5 separate regions of the Mus musculus genome follow, and regions 2, 3, 4 and 5 are each linked to region 1. A link is a contact called in public Hi-C and HiCAR-type data. All regions are on one chromosome and are shown on one strand. Each heading gives the region's core, a stretch centred on a gene start, on an enhancer-like site or on the middle of the called end of the contact. The rest is flanking DNA. Distances are from core to core; before and after follow the strand shown. Region 1 holds the start of Mef2c (myocyte enhancer factor 2C). Region 2 holds the start of Lysmd3 (LysM, putative peptidoglycan-binding, domain containing 3). Region 3 holds the start of Ccnh (cyclin H). Region 4 has its middle 9.0 kb from the start of Gm24295. Region 5 overlaps Gm34196 (a long non-coding RNA gene).

Region 1 (2,682 bases), core at 74-2,573:
AATGTTTTATACAGAACACATCACATCCATTTCAAAAATGTGAGGGAAAAGGTTCATAACCATAGCATCTAGAACAGTACAAAATGGCTCAGACATAACAATTTCCTTAAGAATTGGTAGCCTTGCTCTGGAAAGGAAGTCACATTAGCATTGCACTCAAACACTTGCATAATACACAATAATACAATAAGCAATGTGCTCCGTCTCTATAGACTTCCTTTACGGCCAACTTTGTCACTTAGTTTAGTAACTTTCATCCAAAGTCCAAACAGAAGGCAGGCTAAGTGACTTAGTTTTGTTTGTTTTTAAATAGCTTAATATTTCCCTTGATCTAAACAACAGTGCACATGCTGAAATGCAAACATGAACTGTGCAATGCACAGACTACCATGGCCAGGGCAACTGCTTCTGGTCCCCACCAATTAAACTCTTTCAAGCCTGCACTTTGATGAGGGAAGAGGATGCACAAAAGGTGGCCTCTGGCAGACAGCCCTGCTTTAGCTTAAAGTCATCCCAAGGACTAGTGGCTCAGAATCCAAACCCAGGGAAAACCAGTCTTTGGGGTAACTCATAGGAACATCTTTCCACAGTGAACTAAGAGCTAAATTTTAAGACAGCGACTTCAAGGTCACAGAACAGTCTGTGAAATCCTAAAATACACTAGTATCCACGTTCTCCACCCTATCAAACATGCTAATGACAGGAACTAACTTCTTGAAACTTTAAACAAACTGATGTGACAGGAAGAGTCAGATGTGAATTCAATAGCAGATGGCAAACGGATACTACTATCTAAAAAGTTACTTTCAGACACACACAAGGAAATCGTAGAGTCTAAAGAAAAGAATGCACAACAAGCCTTAACTTAAGCCTTCCAGAAAGGAGTTGGATAGATAGACCCAGTGCCTGGAAGAGATTGGTGCAGATTTCAGAGACAATACACAAGCTATTTCTATTCTTTTGGAAAAATGTCAGAGGTACTTACATGAAGGAAGACACGACCAAATTAGTCCTTGGAATATTTTCCTTTCTTAAAAGAGAGGAAGAGAAAGAAAAAAAATAACAATAATCTTTACTTTGTCCAGCCTTGAAGTGCTTCTCCACTTGATTCAAAGCTGCAGGCACGGCGACCCACACAGAACCTTCAAAGTCAATCCAATAGCAGCCCGAAGATGTCTGGGTGTACGCGTGTGCTCAAGTGTCTGTGACTGCGAGGCGAGCGAGCAGAGAGCTGGAGACGAAGTGTGCGTGTGTGCGCGCGCGAGAGGGGGGCAAGGGGGAGGCGCGCGCGGGCTTGCGCATTCGCGCGCGCACCGAAGCCGCTGGAAGAGGAGGAGGAGAAAGAGGAGGAGGAGAGAGAGGAGGAGGAGAAAGAGGAGGAGGAGGAAGGTGGAGGAAGCGAAGGAGGAGGTGGAAGAGGAGGAGAAAGTGGTTGTCTGTGGCCGGTGGGATTAAAAGTAACCAGACTCGTCCAGAAAACTGTGTCCAGGAAGGAAGTGACTGGAGACGAATGGGAAAAGGAGAGCAGCTCATAGCCTTAGATAGGTCGTGTAAAAGAGCGGGGGGTGGGGGGAATGTAAGGATACTGGGAGGGGACGCGGGGGCGGCAAGCAAGACGGAGCACACGGGGCTGGGGTTCTAAGCAGCACGTACGCTCCGGTGCTACCCCTGTCCCCCAATTCATTTTATTCTTGCCTTTGCCTGGCGCTGCCTTTTCCTTTCCGTTTCTCTATCCCAACCAGCCCAAACCGTTGCCTCTCCTCCCGAGCTGGGGAAATCATCAGTTTCACTCTTGCAAAAGGGGGGCGGGACTAGAACCTCGCAACATTTTAATAAAACAAACATACTGCAGCTCCCTCCTCACCCCTCCAGTCTCAACTAGATTGATAAATTACTCCACTACACTACTTTAATTATGTATATGGTATGCAGAATAAATCACTGAACATCAGTACCTCAATCAAGCACTTTTAAATGATAATTGCATCTTGGTGAATCAATCTTTCCATTCCTGACATTTTGCTAATTTTAGTTTTACGGTGGGGTAATGGCACATGCCATACGCAAACCTAATGACAATTCTTTATTGCATGAAAGGGAAGACAACACGGGGAGCGGCGGCTCCCTGCCTCTCTCCCCGCCGCTACAGAGGACGCTAGGCTCCTGCGCGCTCGCTCCCCCGGGGAGGCTGCAAGCCAGCTAGCAGGAAAGTCCTTCTGAAGTCGAGATCTTCCTTCTGACCAATAGGAGCGCGACCCTAAGAGCTGCTCTAGTGACTCCCCCCCCCCCCGCCCCCTTTAGATTCTCAGTAGCCACTTCATCCTTGCTCCGGTCCGCGCGCGCCTCCGTTACTCACGCGTAAAAGCCACGATCCAGGATGTCTGCAAGCCTCGATCCCAGCGTGCGCTTCCTGCCCGCCCAGAATGTATAAAGCTTTTGGCCTTGAGAGTCAGGAGGGCTAGGCTAGAAAGTGAGCCGAAAGGATCCTCCAATGTTAGTAATAAATTAATTACAAGTTTTTGAAATCTCGACTTTATCCCCGGGCCATTAACTTTCGAATCAATCTGGACAAATTTACTGAGAGGACAGCTTCCTCGGAGAATGCCCCCTCCTTCCCTCCACACCTTACTGGACTTTATCCAGGTCATTAGCAAGTAAACCAAAAACAACTTCCCAAATGCA
Region 2 (2,682 bases), core at 115-2,614, 1.9 Mb after region 1:
CCAAAAACCACTCCAAATTTGACAGATCCAAGCTAAATGAGAGCCACGTTTCACATCTCAGTTTAAAGTAAGGAGCACACCTGTTTCTACAAGGACGCTTGCACTCCCTTATCTAGGTCTTTTCTAAAAACAAAATAAAAAGCCCACATCTTAGATGTAGAGGATGTCTGTCAGTTTTGTGGAACCAGTAGCAAGTTGCATACATACATACATGTACTACCTCAGGAAGTATCTGTTTCAGATCCTCAAAAGCATCCATCAAAAGCAGAAAAGATTAGATCTAAAGCAATGCATATGGGTGGTTACGTTGCCTTAGGTATGCTATCCCTCTAAAGCGCTCTCCCTCCCATTCTTAGTACAGCTCTCTGAAATTACTGACTAATACCCAGAAGCCATTTGAAACAATGTGTTCTTCTATCAGTCTTTCCCTCACCATGTCTTAATCAGGAATCAAAAGACTCCCGTCTTCGCGCATCTGTCTCTATTCCTCTAAAATGACAGGAAAGCAAAATAAACAATCTGGACACTACGGTCTGACTGTTCATCTGTAATCCAAGTGCCAAGCTGCACTTTGGCCCAGTAAGGTAATGACATGTCAATCTACTAAAGATTAGAAAGTACACGGAATCAAAGCCATCAGCCTCAATTCTCTTTACCTCTCTGAATTATCTATGGAATCTATGGCTTCAGAAAACTAGAACATGTTGCATACTGCACTGCTGACAAACGTCCTGAAAGTGATCATCAATGGGTATCGTGAGCATGTTTTCATCCACCCGGTCTAGACCGGAAAGCGACCTCTCAAATCCCTAGGTACTACATATTAATTGCTGCATATTAATATTTGGTCTTGACCTTCGGCAGGGAGCAAGAGAAGACTCACAGGGCACAAGCCAGTTCAGCACTTAGGACAGAATCACCCCGATCCTATTCTCCAGGGCCAATTTTAAACCTAAGCAACAACTGCAAACTTCCTCCCTCTTCCATTCCACTCGCTTTTATTTTTATTTTTCCCTTTCCTCCGGACGTCCCCCGCAAAGATTACATCTCTGATTTCTAAGTCGCCGCGTCAGACTGGGACGCTTCGGAGCAGATGCTAAGGGGACAGGCAGAATGGCCCGGAAAGGGCTGCCCAAAACCGGGAGGTAAGAGTCCTTCCCGAACCGGGGACAGCGCCCCACGGTGACCCCCCGATCGACGTCCTGCCCCGCCCCGCCCCACAGCCACCGTCACCTGTCCTCTAGCAGGGGCGCGGCGACACGGTTATGTCCTCCACCACAGCCGCGGCCCCGGAGACGTTCATGACCGACTCTAGGTTCTCCGGTGTCTGGGTCCGCTTCTGCCACCGTCGCCGCCGTCGCCGCCGTCCCCGCCTTCCGCACCGACAGCCGCCGCCACGTCCGCAAACCTGCGGTGCGTCATCGCGTAGAGTAGGCGGAGGTGCGAGGGCGCGGGCGGAGGCGGGGAACCCAGAACCCCGCGGCCAACCGCAGGCCCACGCCAGCACGCAGGCGCGCCGATGCGGCCGGGGCGGGGCCTGATTTCAGCCCCGCCTCTAGCCCCGCCCGTCCGGGGGCCGCCGGGCCGTGTTGGACTCCTGCAGTCTGTGAATCTAAACCCAACGGGTCCTCCTGGCTAAGAAACGTACTGAGCGGAGGGCATGCTTGAGGAAGAGCCAATGGAGAGCCGCTGTGCATTTCTTAATGCTCTGTATCTGGCACTTTCTTCTCGGTGGGGCAGAAGAAAGCAAAAACACTGGGCCGTGCTTTACCATATCGAACGAGCCCTAGAGCAGCAAACAAGACAGGCAGAGTGCCTTGGGTCTGTAGGTCAGCAGAGTGAGCCACCTAGCCAAGCTAAGCTCACAGTGCCCTGGAGCTGCACTTTGATGGGACAAAGTTGTCAACAACTTGTAACTAACCTACTTGGATTTGAAAATTAACAGGACGCCATTGGTGTTGCACTATCTATGGCAGTGAAATAAATACCTCTCTTCTGACTTTTTTTTTTTTTTTTTTTTTTTTTTTTAGAAATTTGCCGAAGTGGTAAATACAGTGTTTGTATTTATGCGAATGATGTATGACATTTTAAAGGTGCACCTGGTGTTTTGTGCTGACGACCGACAATGCACTTGACTAAATGCTTACCCATTTAGGTCAACATTGCCTAAAGACGTACCACACTTTTCTTTACAGTCCGAATACTTAGTAATTATAAAGCCTTTGGAACGCTGTTCCAATTTCCAAAGGGTTTTTTGTTTGATTGTTTGTTTGTTTGTTTGTTTGTTCTGTTGGTTCCTTGGTCGGTTGGTTTTCTGAGAAGTGCCTCTGCAAGGACTGGGATTTTACTTACATTGCAATAAGCGCCTTTTACTTGAAAGGACAAGGCACTGTGCTGAACAATGCTACAAAGAACTCCAGGCAAAGACAACCGGGGAAAAAAAAGTTTGCCCAAGTTATTCTTTGAGCTCTTGCCCCTGTGACACCGCTGTCTGTAACCATTTATCACGGAGACATTTTCTCATCAGGAGACAAAGGATATATTCCGTTCTTGATGTGTAGGGCCTCGGCTGTTCAGGCCTCATGAATGTTAATGGAATGCAACCGTCTTTTTGCAAGTAGGTTACTTTTCTTATTTTAATGTCAATAGGCCATGGAATCCTTGGGAGAGTCTGAGGGAGAA
Region 3 (2,682 bases), core at 137-2,636, 1.7 Mb before region 1:
GGATCATTTGGAAGAACCTTTAGACAGAGCAGACATTTCAATGTAAGGTCAGTGAATTCATTGTAAGACCGTCTTATCTGTCCTGCTTAAATTGGACTTATACCACCAACAAAAAATAGACCTGAAGCTTTCTCTCTTTGTTAAGTTTACTAAGCATCAAGCAAAATATCTAGGAGAAGAATAAGCAAAAATCAATAAACTGAATCTAGGCTTTCATTTTACAAGTTCTCAAACTGTCAGCTGGACATTTTTAAACAGTCATGACAGAGTATGTGTCAATTCACTCCCAGGTTTGATACCATTATTTGTAAATTAAAAAAAAAATACATATTTTCATGGGTTGGAACTCTCCCAAAGTAGCTTTTGCAGTAAATCCATATGTCACCAAAATTAAAATAACTCAGTTCATTGTCTACCTGTTTTGTTGGTACAAATTTTATTTGCCTGAAATTTGTAGAAGCTACTATAAAGTTATCCAGGGCCGTACACAGAAATGAATGGGAGAGTTGTAGGAAGACCTGGATAGAGGCCCATAGAACACGCATTACTTGTGTCAACTATTTTCTTTCCTTGTACAACCTTCTGTGTGAAGGTTGTTTCTGGAAAGCAGATCCAACAAGCCATCATCCCCCCATTTCAAGTCTTTGAAAAGTTCCTTTCAGTTTTGGCAAGAATTTCAACCGCCTTACACTTCCGCTTACAAAGTTGCTTGTGCACGTTCTTCAACCACTGCTGCAGAGGTACAGCTTCATCCATGAGTGACCACCAGCACTCCAGGCACTTGCCTGCCAGTCTGACTTTCCACTAGACACCAGCCTATGTGTGTGCCCTCCCTCCTGCCATCTACAGAGAATGATTTGTCGTGACATCCTGCAGGACAAGTGACCAGTTCGAGTCCCGCACTAAGTCCGCACTCTTCCAAGGCTCTTGCCAGTCCCCAGGATGTCACTCAGACCTCTGCCACCGCCAGCCCCGGACTTGGCTGTCGCGTCAGTCCCTGTCTGCACTGACACAGCCAGGCGAGCGCTCTACAGGCTTCCAGCCTGCAGGCAAAGCGGGACTTCAGGAGAGGTCCCAGGTTTAGGGTGGGCACAGGGGCTGGCTCGCGGGGACCTCACCTTCCCGTTAGCCACAGCTTTGCACTTGAATTTGCGGTTGGCGTCCGCCCGCAGGCGCGCCAGCTGCTCCTCGCTAGCGAAGGTCCAGTGCCGTTTCTGGCTGCTGCTGTGATACATGCTGTAGCCCTCACGGGCCGCAGGGCCGCGACAAAAACAGCGACACTCCGAGAGACAGCGACCACGAGCGACGGCCAACGCGCGAACCCCCGCCCCCGCCCAGACCGCGGACGCGTGCGTGACGTCCCGGTCACGTGCCAGCGTCTGCTCTGGAGTTTCCGGAGCCGGTGGGAGGTGTTCCGCAACGAGGGAGGGCGGAGCCTCGGGGCTCCCAGGCTTTGGGGAGGAGTCTGAAGGGCGTGACCCAGGAGGGTCAGAAAGTGGGCGTGGCCGCAGGGATCCAGGTTCCAGAGGACGCCTGGGCACAAAGAACCATAAGCCTTCATTTCTTTATTTTTTATTTTTATTTTATGCCCATTGGTGTTTTGCCTGAATGTATATCTGTGTGACAGCTTCAGATCCCTTGGAATGGGAGTTTCAGACAGTTATGAACTGCCCTGTGGGTGCTGGGAATTGAACCCAGTTCATATGGATGACACAGTCAGTGCTCTTAACCACACATACACACACACACACACATATATATGTATGTATGTATATATATGGATGGTGACGTGGTTATAGGTAAAAGTGGGAGGTGAGCACAATGGATTCTGGGAATATGGTGGCTATTGTCTTGGCAACAGGTCTGTGGGTCTCGCCTACATGATGTCACGAGTTTCAGAGGTCCTGATACCAACAGGGAGAGCACAAAGCAATCCCCCCACTGCCATAATTTGTGCAGTAGAGTTTCCTCTCATTTTTCCTGCCTTTCTCAGCTCCTTATTGTCTCATTATATACTAGAAATCCATATTTAGTTCATGGTGGTTTCAAATTTATGATCCTCCTGCCTAAGCCTCTCAAATTCTGGAAACACAGCCATGCATCAATGCCCTCTTTACATAATCTTTAGGCCACATTTTGCTGCATCTAATTGGAGATTATTCAAACAAAATGCATTCTAGTCTTCCTAGAAAAGGAACAAGTAAATTAACAGCTCAATGACAAAGATACTACTGTTTCATTGGACACCACCAAGACATAAATTATTAACTGGAAATTTTTCAGTGCTTTTTAAAAAAATAAACACAAATGTCTTTGTACAGCAGTTCTTAAACTGTGCTATGTACTATTTGTAGACAGACTAAGTTTTTTGAGCACCAATATAACTTGTAATCCAAGAGTTGTAATCAAAGATCTGGCTTTACAGAGCATTTATTGCCTCTTGGTCTTCAAAGAAAGGTTTTATGTACTTCACTAAAGTTACCTGCAAGACCGTCCTCTGCCACATATGAGGCCAGCACCGTGGGTCAATCAATGTGTACTCTTTAGTTGGTGGTCCAGTCCCCAGGAGCTCCAGGAGGTCTGGCCTGTTGACACTTGCTCCCTCCATGGGGCTGCAACCCCCCATCAGCTCCTTCAGTCCTTTCTCCAACTCCTCCACAGGGGACCCCTGAGCTAAGTCCA
Region 4 (2,682 bases), core at 58-2,557, 1.5 Mb after region 1:
GTGGTAGGGGAGCTTATTAATGAAAGCCATAACCTTATTCCTAAATAAGTAATTCTCAATTCAAGATCAAATGACAATTTCCATACAACAGCATCTCTGTAGAAACTAGAATGTTAACTTTATATTCAATTTATTTAGTGGTGTGAGAAATTAGAAAGGAAACTGGACATGCATTTAATCCCACAACCTGGGAGGCAGCAATAGGCAAATATCATCTCTGTGAGTTCAAATCCAGCTTGATCTATAGAGCAAATTCCAGAATAGCCAGAGCTGCGTAGTGAGACTCTGTCTCAAAAGAAAACAGAAAGAAAAGTAAAAGGAAAGTAAAAGGAAAGTAAAGGAATGGAGAGGAGGGGAGGGGAGGAGAGGGGAGGGGAGGGAGGAGAGGAGAGGAGAGGAGAGGAGAGGAGAGGAGAGGAGAGGAGAGGAGAGGAGAGAAGAGAAGAGGAAGAAAGAGAAAAGGAAAAAGAAAAAGAAAAATGTTAAGAAGGAGGGCAGCAAGAAGTGGCCTAGATTTCGAAGGACTGATTGGAAGAAATTCCTTTCTGAAGATGATACCCAGAAATGTCTCAGTGGGCAAGGAGCTAAGTAGCAACAGATAAAATTAGGTTCTCTGCAATAAGCATCACAGATGGTGTCAAGGTTGGTGGGACTCTTATCAGGTTGAAGTTTGCTTTCTTCAAACTATTCTCTTATAATACTTTCAATCCTCCAAAGTTTTATAAAGTACAGCCTCATGTTTGCTGAGTTTAGGAAGTTGCGGGTTCTGTAGTCAGAAATTTCACCAGAGACCATGTAGATAAAAGTGAGACGGCCAAGGGATTCAAGAAGAGGGGTCAGAACTCTATGGACACAAAGTTAGTTAAGCAGAGGGAAAGGGGACTGAAAGAAGCATCTAGAAGACCTCATAGTCAGAGGAAGGTCGTGCAAGACAGTGGGGAAGTTTCTAAACCCATCCTCTCAGAGTATGAGTGGGTCACTCTCAGGAAGGAGCAAGCCTTCCTTGGTATCCTGACACCCTCTCTGCCCTATAGCAAGCAGAAGGACAGATTTCAGAACACAGTAGCTCACAATTTGCTCTATTCCAGTCCCGTTTTACATTTAAAGGTCTGCCATGTATGTTCGTTTACCCCCTCCTAATAGGTTTGTGTGAAGCTATTTAATTGACAAGAGACACGTTTGCTAGACTCAGGCTCATCCCTAAGATCTCTTCACATGGCCTCCTTTTTTTGTCAGTCACACTTGAACCTCTCCTGACTGGTTAACATCTCAATGAAACAGCTGCCAACTGAGAATAGGAATACAGAGAAAGATGACCTCAACAACAGAAGAAAACAGGCAGCTTCAGACACTGACCAAATCAAGAAGCACTTCACCCGGGTGATAGCTTCCCCTGGCACTGTTCCAAGCTTCACTGCCGAGAACTCTGCCTCGGGGTACTTTGGCCTGTCGCCAGCCTCTGTCATGTAATGACTGCCAGTCCTTTTCCAGACTTAGAACTACTTTGTTAGAGAGCCATCATTACCCACCAAAGAATGTCTAAGGGAAAATTGAGTTGAATAAATTATTAGCAATTTTATAATAAACTTCAAGTCATCTTCCATACATTTTCTTCAAACTGCCAGACTAATTTATATATTAAACATTTAGATACTATCATCCTTCCTTGTCAACTCTCCCTGGTGGAAGATTCTTAAAAGTGGACCATTAGATTCCAGGAGAGTTTAAGCTATGAAATAGCCAGAGGCAGACTAAGCAAGAAACCTTCTCAGATGCTTGACAGCTTTATGGCTTTATGGTCTCAGAAGAAGACCTGATACTTTCAGAAACTTTCCCCACAAAAGAAAGGGATGTCAGCTGGGGAACCAACTGTGGGGGTAGTTTTACTGGTTGGGCAACAGTCCTCTAAAATACAGAAGATATTTTCAAACCCCAGATAGTAGGGCTGGACCTTATTGCTTTAGTTAATTTGCAAGTAGCGGTCACTGAGAAACTACTTGTGTGCATTTGCTCGCATTGCAAAAGCAGCACGTGGGAGGACAACTGAGCCTCAAAATACCATTGGGAGAATTGTGGTTTGGATCATAGACAGAGTTTCAAACATGACCAGCAGCTATTTTTTTTTAGTAATAATGTAGAGTAAAATTCATTTCTCCCTCCATGCCAGCTTCAAACAGAATAAGTAGAGTAACTTCAAACAAAGTTAGTATGAACTTTTCTTAAAACACCAGGGACATGAGATATGCCCCCTCAGAGTTTTCTTCACTCAAGCACATATGGCTTTTGGCCACTCTGATAGTAACATTACTGTACACATTGTTTTCATCTTCCTTATGTAGAATAGTAGAACCCAAAAATACCACTGATCTCACAAACTGTGTGCATGCAAACACACAAGTGCAGCAACACACACAAGCACTCAGCTTGTCAACAACTTCAGCAAAGCAAAATACAAATGATAATTAGAAACATGTGTCCCAGCAAAGAGGCACAGAAACGAAAAGGTCATCTCTTTCCAAATGACCTAATTAGAAGAGCCTGGAGTGCTGGCTACAGTATAATGGCTTTACACAGCTTTTAACTCAGATTTCCTGTTTTAAAACAGTGCAATTTACTGCCCCGTGCAGCAAATATGAATTGTCACTTAATGCCAACAAAATTAGGCTTCCCAACAACACCTGC
Region 5 (2,682 bases), core at 49-2,548, 1.2 Mb before region 1:
TGAGGAAAAATAAGCAACAAAATTATTTTCTGCTGCAATATTACTTGAAATATTTGCAAGTACTTTGTTAGTTTATTAAATTCTTTTAAATAAATATCTGTTTTAATTTAAAGCCTGGACCAGCATTTGAGCACCACTCCACTTTGTATTTCTTACTGATCTCTAACCACTATAAAATCTGTATTGTTCTTATGTCATGAAGCCTTCGAAATATACTGTTTTATGAAAAAGAAAGAGAGAGATAGAGAGAGAGAGAGAGAGAAAGAAAGAAAGAAAGAAAGAAAGAAAGAAAGAAAGAAAGAAAGAAAGAAAGAAAGAGAGAAAGAAAGAAAAGGCTGAGGCTTTCCCGGATAAAAACACTAGTTGCTGACTGAAATCAAAGATTTATTTTACACAATTAGAAATCAGCTTTTTGTGTCCTTAAAAGGCAAATCCTTAGAAACAATAAAACTAATATAAAAATGTATGAATCAATGAGAAATAAAAGAATTCCTAAGCTTTAGAAATAAATCTCAACTAGAAAAGGAAACCAATTGTGCTACAGTATTTGAAAATGATTTATTAGGCAAAGTATAAAGAGCACACCTGGACATAGATGCATATAATGACATTTTAAAACTATTTTGCAAAATGGGAAAAATACTTTAGCTTTCAAAAAATTCAAAGTTCAATACTCTGAGGACTGCTTATAGGGCGGCCGACATCAGAAGAGAAGTCGAGAACATTTTAGGTACTGTGCCTTTCCAAGAAGGAGGAATGTAGTTATTACCGAGGAATTCAGTTATGTACCGTCTTGCTTCTTGACATTTTATATGAGTGGTGGGGAGATGGTTTATTTAAAAGAAAAGTCTCAAAATACCCAAACCAAGGTATGAAAGCAAGTGACGTTTTAATTCTTTCAGAAACTAATGATTAAAACATGCATCTGTGTTTCTTTTCTAAGTGTAATCTAACGGAAAGTAGACTGAAAACAAAAGGAAACTTGAAAAAGAATTGAGGAAAGAAAAAAGGAGGAAAAGAGAGGACCAGAAGAAACAAATTCCACTCAAATTAAAACGGTATCAAAAATTTAGCCAGGTTATTGAAGCTGATGAGATTTTTTTTGTGTCCTAAATTATTTATATGTTTTTTCAACCTCGTGTTTCTTTACTTTTCTTTCTTTTTTGGGTGGTGATGGTGGTGATGGTGGTGATGGTGGTGATGGTTGTGATGGTGGTGATGGTGGTGGTGGAGGTGGTGAGGATGGCTACTCCTCTTTACCAGTTGCTTGAGATCCCCGGGTCTCGGGGAGACTTCTCAGATGACCACTAGATGGCATGAAAGCACTGTATTGGACCTGCTCAGCCGTCCTGCACTGCGCGACATTGGGGGTTTATTCTTTTCAAGCTGGGAGCTCAGTGTTAATCATGTAAGATGCCTTTTCTTTGAGAAAGATCTTTTTGTGTCGCATGACACTTTCCAGGACACAAAGGGAGTATTCTGTCCTCCTTCCACACACACTTAGAAAATGTCGGATTAAATTTGGAATAATAAAAATCATGTCAGTGTTTGCTGGGGTTTCCTGAGAACTTTACTCTCTTCCCTTTGGGGGATAGTGTGCTATTTGTTATGCGGTCTACCTTAATAGGTGGACAGAGCAGTCCCTTCACCACTGTGCCTGCAACAACTGCAGACAAAGTTTGCACATTTGCAGTCATATTTCTTTTTCTTGATTTTTTTTTTTTTTCATCAAAATTTCTCTTGGTTTTTCTTCACTTATGCTGTTAGGGTCTGTCATTAAGGACTAATATGAAATGCTGGATTTCAAACAGCCGTGGCAAAGGAGACAATCCCCTTTAACACTTTCTACCAGCCAGGCAACGCATGTCTTTGTTCTTGCTTCGCAAATACGTTTAAAGTTTTTGCCTGGTCACTGGGCCGCTTTCGTCTTTCCCTCCACACTTGCAGTTGTAGTTTTATATGTGGAACATTTCCTGTTTCCCAAGATACATATCAAATATCTCTCCCTGTTCGTCCACAACAGGAACAATTACCATATCCCTTCAGATGTTATCACTATCTGCCTTCACAAAATGTCCATTGTAGACGATGTTTTGATCTTTGGATAAGTGCCTTAATTTAAAATAATGGCAAAAGGGTAAATTAGGCCTCCATGCTCAACAGCGCATGAATGACAAATCTGTTGTGGTTGGGGTATATTTTTGATATTCCTTTAAACGTCTCATAGCAGATTTACATGGGATCAAAAATGATACTGCGCATTGACAAACTGAAGTGCATAATTTATTTCATGTACTACTGATACTACTATATAACCTACACATTTAATTTTACTTCTAATGGCTTTACAATTTTGATAGATATGAAATCATGTCAGTTTAAAATCTCACAGATCTGAAGTTTGGGGGGGCTGTTTTCAGTATCCACCTTTGTAAAGCTTTTTATCCCGTGTATAGTATCTGAGAATAAGATAATTTGTTGGACATATTTTCTTAGCTTTGATTTTTATAAATTTATCAAAACTACAGATTCTAAGAAGACATCTATATAAAATATTTAGTAAAACAAAGATCCAATGATATAATCATAGCTCTTTAAAATGTAAATATGAGGGGAATCAAGGGGTCCCATGGTGGTAAAACTTTCTGCACAGGCAATGTTGTGTGCAGTATGCTCTCTGGG

The links. A called contact is a pair of places that touch in the nucleus more often than the background predicts. HiCAR-type assays count read pairs that join an accessible place to other places.
Region 2: a contact with region 1 is called in a HiCAR-type map of astrocytes, with 4 times the contacts expected there. The contact joins the promoter of Lysmd3 here to the promoter of Mef2c in region 1. A contact is called at or near these places in 3 of 39 promoter capture datasets (cranial neural crest, hippocampal neurons and pre-B cells), 1 of 484 Hi-C or Micro-C datasets (B cells), 3 of 115 datasets of contacts at active chromatin or transcription factors (astrocytes, microglia and stem cell-derived neural progenitor cells) and 1 of 9 other capture datasets (adipose tissue).
Region 3: a contact with region 1 is called in a HiCAR-type map of astrocytes, with 4 times the contacts expected there. The contact joins the promoter of Ccnh here to the promoter of Mef2c in region 1. A contact is called at or near these places in 1 of 39 promoter capture datasets (hippocampal neurons) and 1 of 115 datasets of contacts at active chromatin or transcription factors (astrocytes).
Region 4: a contact with region 1 is called in a Hi-C map of adipose-derived mesenchymal stem cells, with 5 times the contacts expected there. The contact joins the enhancer-like site here to the promoter of Mef2c in region 1. A contact is called at or near these places in 3 of 484 Hi-C or Micro-C datasets (adipose-derived mesenchymal stem cells, myocytes and neural progenitor cells) and 4 of 115 datasets of contacts at active chromatin or transcription factors (astrocytes, cardiomyocytes, embryonic forebrain and 1 more).
Region 5: a Hi-C map of cerebral cortex shows a contact between it and region 1, with 9 times the contacts expected there. The contact joins the enhancer-like site here to the promoter of Mef2c in region 1. A contact is called at or near these places in 1 of 39 promoter capture datasets (hippocampal neurons), 12 of 484 Hi-C or Micro-C datasets (brain, cerebellar granule neurons, cerebellum and 5 more) and 6 of 115 datasets of contacts at active chromatin or transcription factors (PVALB interneurons, SST interneurons, astrocytes and 3 more).

The regions. Positions count from the first base shown.
Region 1 is chr13:83,523,384-83,526,065 of GRCm38.p6, reverse strand. Mef2c (myocyte enhancer factor 2C) reads right to left here and starts at 1,323. Exons shown (of 11, transcript NM_001347575.1): 1 at 986-1,323.
Region 2 is chr13:81,656,488-81,659,169 of GRCm38.p6, reverse strand. It overlaps Lysmd3 (LysM, putative peptidoglycan-binding, domain containing 3), which reads right to left and starts at 1,364. Exons shown (of 3, transcript NM_030257.1): 1 at 1,234-1,364.
Region 3 is chr13:85,188,089-85,190,770 of GRCm38.p6, reverse strand. Ccnh (cyclin H) reads right to left here and starts at 1,386. Exons shown (of 9, transcript NM_023243.6): 1 at 1,119-1,386; 2 at 1-17. The coding sequence starts at 1,235.
Region 4 is chr13:82,058,381-82,061,062 of GRCm38.p6, reverse strand. No RefSeq gene overlaps it. Among named protein-coding and RNA genes, the nearest start is that of Gm24295, 9.0 kb to the right of the region's middle. Within about 2 kb of position 1,307, at least 39 of the 459 cell types and tissues checked have an H3K27ac peak or open chromatin away from gene starts, as enhancers often do. A contact at or near this core is called in adipose-derived mesenchymal stem cells and neural progenitor cells, where this site is marked.
Region 5 is chr13:84,757,362-84,760,043 of GRCm38.p6, reverse strand. All of the region lies in intron 2 of Gm34196 (a long non-coding RNA gene), which reads left to right. Among named protein-coding and RNA genes, the nearest start is that of Gm34246, 83 kb to the right of the region's middle. Within about 2 kb of position 1,298, at least 36 of the 459 cell types and tissues checked have an H3K27ac peak or open chromatin away from gene starts, as enhancers often do. A contact at or near this core is called in PVALB interneurons, SST interneurons, brain and 8 more, where this site is marked.